Regions from separate parts of the Gossypium hirsutum genome. Here region 2 is linked to region 1. A link is a contact called in public Hi-C data. All regions are on one chromosome and are shown on one strand. The core of a region is the stretch at or near the end of the contact, and the rest is flanking DNA. Distances in the headings are between cores, read along the strand shown. Region 1 has its middle 28 kb from the start of LOC121227885. Region 2 holds the start of LOC107948634 (probable E3 ubiquitin-protein ligase HERC3).

Region 1 (3,733 bases), core at 397-2,896:
ATTAATTACATTATAAAGAATTAGATTCTACTATAATTAACATGATAAAGCACCAAACACTACTTTAGATCCCACTTAAAAAAATTGGTAGTTGTAAAATATTTTTTTGTAATTACATGATCATTAAGAAAAAGAATTGTTGAGTAATAAAAAAAAAGTAGACTTAGCTTACATAAAAAATTGGAAGTGACACCAAAACTCAGTCACTCCTCTTATAAATAAAAAGTACTGTTTTCGATAAAGCAAATGTAGTCGTTAATGCGCTTAAGATGGAATACCTTGCAGGTAATGAAATCATAAACTTTACCCTTAATTTTCTTAAAAGATTGCTTAAGATAGATTCTTAACTCGAAACCTTCGATTTTGTAGTCCTTAGAGTGATGAATGCTAAACTCGAAGTTTTGGAAGTGGGAAGTTTGTTAGCTGGGCTTCAGATTAAACCAACCTTTATCTGACTGGATCAAAAAGAAGTAGTTAAGCAATTAGAAATTGATGGTTAGAGTCAAACATATTGAATAGAATTACTCGATTGATTTTGGATTGGATGGCGATGGTGGATTGTGTTTAAGAGGTAGACTATGTGTGCCAGATGATGTTGATTTAAAACAAACCACAATGCACGAGGTGCATGTTGGGATCTAATGCCCTTGGTATAATTTTTTTCAACTATGTACTTGTAATTTTTTAAATATATTACTTTAATAATTTCAACAGTTTTTGCATGCAATGCAAGATGAAAGAAAATATTGGTTCATTGATTATTTAACATTTAAATAATATTAAACAGTATTACGTGGACAAATCGTAATATAGAAAGACAACCTATATTAGTAAACAATCGTAAAACGCTCACTTTTGAAATGTGACATGTGGTGACAGGGCTATATATTTAAAAGAAAAATATACTTGATTGTGTATGTGATGAGTTGAGAAGATTGTGTTTATGAATGAATATGCATCATTTATAATAAACATTATCCATTAGGGTAATAATATCATAGTTCTTCGAGAGCCTTCGATTAATTTTGCACTATTAGATACAATGTTGACATTTTCATTGCTTGCAATTAAGAGAAATATTTCCTATTTTTAAGCATAGTATACGCTGTAGCACTATCTGCAAGACATGTGTCTTCATTCTTAATCATGGTTTCAAGCAAAAGATCCATATTCTCCGGTAAAACAAAACATCATAAGCAATATTGTAAACACTAAAAATTATAACAAAACATACTAAAAGCATATTAAAGTCACACCAAGCATGAATAACAAAAATTATAAAATCATAAAAAAATATAAAATATTATTACATATTTTAAAATTCTTGATTTCTAGGCTCAAAGAAATCCTCTACAGCAATATGGGTCATATCAACAAAGTTTTTAAAACTATTATCATTATGAGCAAAATTAGCCTCTATAATATCATTTAGATAAAGCCAAATTTGTTTCAATTCTCTTTCTTTTCCTTTGGATGGTAGCTTGATAAAACTTTACAAGATGTTCATGTGTATGATAGGTACATGACTAATGCTCACTCAAACCAAATTGATGGCACAAATTTTCAGTGCCCTTTGAAGGATTGCATGGACCATCACATTTCTCTTTGTATTCTCTTTTATTTTTCTTTTGGTGGTCATAATAAATGTTAGCACCTTGATAGCGATATTACAGCGTCCTCAACCATGTCCATGGCCATGGCCACGATCACGACGACGACCATGATTGCGATTTCTTTTATTTCTATAATTATTGTGTATTGTTGCATTCACTTTTGGGAATGGAGCAAAACCAGTAGGATTGCTTTCATTATTTTTCATTATAGCTCGTTATTTTGCTCAGCCACTAAAAGGTATGAGATTAATTTTGAGTATTTCTTAAAACCCTTTTCACAATATTATTGCTTCAGAAGCACATTAGATGCGTGAAAAGTTGAGAAAGTTTTCTCCAATAAGTCCCCTTCAGTTATTTTCTCTTCACATAATTTTAATTAAGAACTTGCCTTAAATATTGTAGAATTATACTCACTTACTGTTTTATAATCTTGCAAACTCAAAGTACATCCAATTATAACGAGCTTTTGGTAAAATTATCATTTTCTGATGGTCATATCTTTCTTTTAAACTATTACACAATTCAAGTGAATCTTTTATAGTCAAATATTTTGTTTACAATCCTTCTTAAAGATGATGGTGGAGGAAAATGGGAAATTTTGAATTTATGAGATAAACCAAAAATATTGTCGTGATTATAAAAAATGACAAAAAAGATTGTCTTAAGTTCAATGAGAGTTTGACGGGGTTATAGACATCTATTATTAATGTATTTACGACACCATTTAGTTTCTTAAAATATTTTCTATTTTGAAAAACATGTTTGATAAATAAAAATTTATTTCCGATAATGAAAACATGAAAAAATGTTTGTTAACCTTTTTTTATAATAGAAATATGAGAATTAAAATTAAAAAAAATTACATTTATATGAATTTAAATTAAGGTACCAGATTAACATTTAAAAAACTGTTGAAATTTTTTTTTTTACATAGGTTTGAACCATGTTCAATTTAGTTTAAAGTTAAGAGACTTTATTTTCATTTTTACAAAATATTTTTAGTGAAATCAGTGAAAAATATTTTTTTATCATTTTTTCAGATATTTTCATTTTCTAAAATTATTTTTAAAATTTTTAGCCAAACTTATTTTCTTCTATATTTATCCATTTTTCAAGAAAACGAAAATTAACATGAACAAGGTTAATGTTTGTTGAATTATAACATAGGGAATTTTGAGGAAAAGCATATATGGGCCTTAAAAAATTTGAATGGCTTTACATTTGGAATGTTGGCTTGGGCCATGGATCTCTCTAGCATCTTCATGGGCTTTCTACTAGAGTTTGGAACTTGAAATAAAATTGATTTGTTGAATGTAATAAGTGAGATAAATATTGGATTTAAGGCTTGAGAAATATATTTTTGGTGGCACCATCTTCTAGTAGATTGCCTATCAATTTTGAATATTTTCTTTTTAATTATCTTTGGCAAATTGCTTGGTCCATGAAAAAGGACTAAAAGGAAAAACAAAACAAAAAAGATTGTCGTGATTATAAAAAATGGCAAATATTGAATTTAAGAGTCCAAAAAATTCTTAATAAGGTAGAGCAAACCCTGGCCATTAATGCACCCATGTTTGCCTTTATTGAGCTTTACTTGTTGAAGTCGCACCCTATAATTTGTTCATCCATAGCTTTCCAATTTGACAAATGAAATCCATTTTCTTTTTTTATGAAATTGTTAATGCAATATGTTCATTTTGTCAAAGCTCTAATTCCAACTTTGCTATGAAAATAATGTAAACATAACAATATGTTGGAATTGGCGGCCATAAACATAATTCAAACAAAAGAATTGAGTGTTATTTCCTTGAGTAGTTTGTAAATTAAAGGATATTTTGTGAATTTTTTATTTAAATGCATGTGTCTGTTTTTATGTTCTTTATTTGATAAGAATAAAGATAGAGTTTGCAGAAATGTTGATATCAATACCCAGCTCGTTCACTCTAGCAAGTCCAACCAATGCTCCTAATTCGTCTAAGGCTTAAGATCCAATGTAGCCACCAAGAGACAAATGGTTGTATATATTATTTTTAGTTAAATTAGATAGAGTTATGTTATGAAAATTTTGGAATTTTTAATGATATTACATTCTTTACTTTGGGTATTTTAATATTTAAACG
Region 2 (3,589 bases), core at 524-3,023, 430 kb before region 1:
CATCAAACACAAGCCAATTTTTCAACAAGATTTCAAACAAAAGAACTTGGAGAATTGAAGCACTTCTTAAGGCTTGAGATAGAACAGACCAAGAAAGGCCTATTCCTAAGTCAACAAAACTATATACAAGATCTCGTAACAAAATACAAGGTGTAGAATTGGAAGTCGATTTCAACACCAACGGAGACGAATGCCAAACTTTCTGTAGTTGAAGGAAAATAGTTAAATTAACGCTACTGAATATAACCTTTGCAGTTGGAATAGTTAGTCACTTTATGCAGAAGCCAAAAAAACCTCATTTAGAAGTTGTTTATCGAATAATGAGGTATGCCAAAGGCACACTTGACTACGGCTTATATTATAGGAGCAAGACGTGTGAATTAGTATGACACAGTGATGCAGATTAAGCTGGAAATCATGATATATAACTATCAACCATTAATTAGGCTTTCAATTTGGGATTCATTACCATCTCTTAATGTGACAAGAGACAACCTAACTTTTTTTTTCTCTCTCCTGATCCTTCTCATTGTCTCTAGAAAAAAAATCAAACTTATCATCATCCATCATTATTTAAACTTATCCATTAATTAAAACAATAATATATGTATAAACCGACTTGCATTATGCCGACTTAGGGAAGGTATAAATAAAAAATAATTATATGAAACTGGGATACCATATTAGTTGTATCCCTTTCCAACAATTTAATGTCATTTTAACATTTTCATTCTAAATTTTAACATATCATGTTTTATTTGATTTTTTTTCAAGATAATAATAATGAAATTTAAGATGAAAATGCCGTAAACTTTTCATTATATATACGTGAATTAGAAACAATTAAATGAATTGATAGCTTTCTTAAAGCTTTGGTATTATTGCTTCTTTAAACATTCGATCTAATTTTATCTTCTATTCAATTTAATCCCTCATTTCTTTTGCATAAATTATTTTATATTTGCTCCCTCAATTACTTCAACCGTTAAAAACCACATTAGACAACCACAAACTTTCACTACAAACTATAAAACCAACATAAAAAAAATTAAAAACATTATAAATAATGGAATTGTGGTTTCCACGTCGCAAGTTTTGAGGATTCACGTGTCAATCAATCTTCGGACAAAATAGAAGGGTAGAACGACAGGTAGTGGAAATCCACGACCAAACACAAAAAACGGACCAAAGCTTCCGATTCGTAGATTTTGTGCTGTAAACCAGAAGACAAATACCTAGCTGCATCGCTTTTGACGTTAGTTAGCCAATCCTCATTCGACACGTCATCTAAAAGAAAAACTTTCTCATCCGTGTTGAGATGTTATTGACTCTCTTCACATGGTTATCTTAGGATTGATTCTATCAAACAAATTTGTAAACTTTAATAATTTAGAGTTAATGATGCCATCCCCTTATGTATCAAGTTAAGAAACAGGCTTACAACTACGTTTTGTCTAATTTAAGAACATAAAATCATTTTTATAATCTTCCCACCAATTATAAGCATTACATAAGAAAAATTATATAGAGACAAAACTCATATAAAGTATATAAGTTTCAACTTTTATTTAAATAATATTTTAAATCAACTCGATTTAAATAAATTTGATTTAAATTTGTGACCCAATTCGACTAAATCAAATTTATTTGAGTTGTTATTATTATTTTTAAAATTAGACTGAATTAACTAATCGAGTAAATTGAACCAAGAATCAATTGAAGTATTAATCCAAAATAAAAGATTAAATTCGAATAAATCGAGTTGATTGATTAAACCAAAAACCGATAATGCATGGTTGTTGGACTATAGATTCAATGCGGAAAACCTTGGTTGGCAGTATCTTTTCCTTCATGCCTTCTTTACATCTCCTTTTTCATTTTTAAATTTAATTATTTTACAAATAACGTACTTTTCAGCTCAATTTTCCACTTCCAATTTTTCGGTGGAAAAAGAAAAAGAAAAAGCAAGAAAGGAAAAATCCTTCTTTTGGTAGTGATCGATCTTCACTGATTTCCTTAACTTATTTTTTTCTTTAATTGTTTCTTTCTTCAATCCAATCTCAAACTTTTGAAATTCTGGTAATCCTCTGTTTTTTAAATCCATTTTCTGCAGATTAATTTAAAAAAAATTCTGAATTTCTCATTCTCTTGACAACGAAAATCAACGGTGATCTAGTGATCCGATCCATCCCATCTGATGATTAGTTTCCAATCAAAGCATCAATCGCAATTGAATTTCTCAATTCTCCTTCCTTCCGATGCTTTCTTTATAATTTGTTTTAATTGCTTAAGATTTCGCCTCAAAATTTGATAAATTTTCTTTTTCTCTTGTTTCTTTTTCTTAGAAATCGAAACCCTAAATCCGTTACATTTCCAGTTAAAAGAAAATCAAAAAATTTTCAATGGCTGATCGGAGTAGGCTATTTTCGATTGACGATCTGCCGTCGCATCTAATTTTGGAAATTTTAACGTCCGGTAAACGGTTAAGTGCCGTTGACCTAGTGTCGCTGGAGCTGACTTCGAGAACATTCGGAGGGTGTCACGGTGTTTATCCCACGAAATGCAGGTCGCTGGTTGATTTAGCCGCGTTTCAATTGTGCATGACGAATGGGATATATATAGGGATGAGTTGTAGTAGTCAAAGGGACATTTTTGAACGGTGTGATGGAAATTGGAAGCGACTTTTGAGGTTTTTGCAATCAGTAGAGCAATCGTCGGACATGGTCCAAACCTCTGCAGGCAATGTAACTATTTCTTTTTTTTTTTAAATATATTAATTTTGATCATTTTGCTTTTAGAATTAATAATTTTTTGTACTTTTGCCTGTTAACTTGAGAAATGGCTGAGAATTTAGTTGGGATTTAGTTTCTGTTTGGTTTCTTATGGTTTGCTCTTTTTGGTGTGTTCGGATATAATAGAAATACTAGTTCTGAAGGAAGTTAAAGTTACATTACAGTTTTTTGAATATTAAAATGCCTGGTTTTTAGTTTTTTATGGAGAATTATGATTTAAATGGTTAGCATAGATGGTTTAAAGCAATTTCCGGGGCAACATAAAGGAAATAGCAGAAAGTAAGTGATAGAAGCAACAATTGTACAAATGCTTAAATTACAACTTAAGTTGAAATTTGGCTGAACTCTACCTGCTTTCACTGTGGATTATTCAGTATTAATTTGGTTGCATTTTTGCTGGCTTTAGTAATTAGTTGTTTGATGGTTCCTTATCATTCATTTTTTTGCTACACAAAGAGGTTCGTTTCTTTTTTTTCATGTCGATACTTGATTGCATCTTTCAAATCTCTTATGTTTCTGTCTCCATCTCTTATATATCTTATATTGCCATTAAATGAGTTCTGGTTGCTCAACACTTATTATCAAGTTTGATCTACCAGATGCAGATAACAACTGGAAGGTATCACACATTGCTAATTAGGAATTCATCAGTGTACTCTTGTGGTTCCAGTTTGTGTGGTGTCCTTGGACATGGTCCTGAAACAACACAGTGTGTAGCATTTACGAGGATTAACTTCCCTTCTCTAGCTAATGTGATCCAGGTGTCAGCCTCTCAGAATCATGCTGCATTTGTTTTG

What was found. Hi-C and Micro-C count contacts between places; a contact is called where the count stands out from the background.
Region 2: a Hi-C map of leaf shows a contact between it and region 1, with 1.6 times the contacts expected there. The contact joins the promoter of LOC107948634 here to the enhancer-like site in region 1. A contact is called at or near these places in 2 of 34 Hi-C or Micro-C datasets (both in leaf).

What each region holds. Positions count from the first base shown.
Region 1 is chrA04:5,617,379-5,621,111 of Gossypium_hirsutum_v2.1, reverse strand. No RefSeq gene overlaps it. Among protein-coding and RNA genes, the nearest start is that of LOC121227885, 28 kb to the left of the region's middle. Within about 2 kb of position 1,646, at least 1 of the 9 cell types and tissues checked has an H3K27ac peak or open chromatin away from gene starts, as enhancers often do. A contact at or near this core is called in leaf, where this site is marked.
Region 2 is chrA04:6,044,716-6,048,304 of Gossypium_hirsutum_v2.1, reverse strand. LOC107948634 (probable E3 ubiquitin-protein ligase HERC3) reads left to right here and starts at 1,773. Exons shown (of 6, transcript XM_016883258.2): 1 at 1,773-2,744; 2 at 3,392-3,589. The coding sequence starts at 2,403.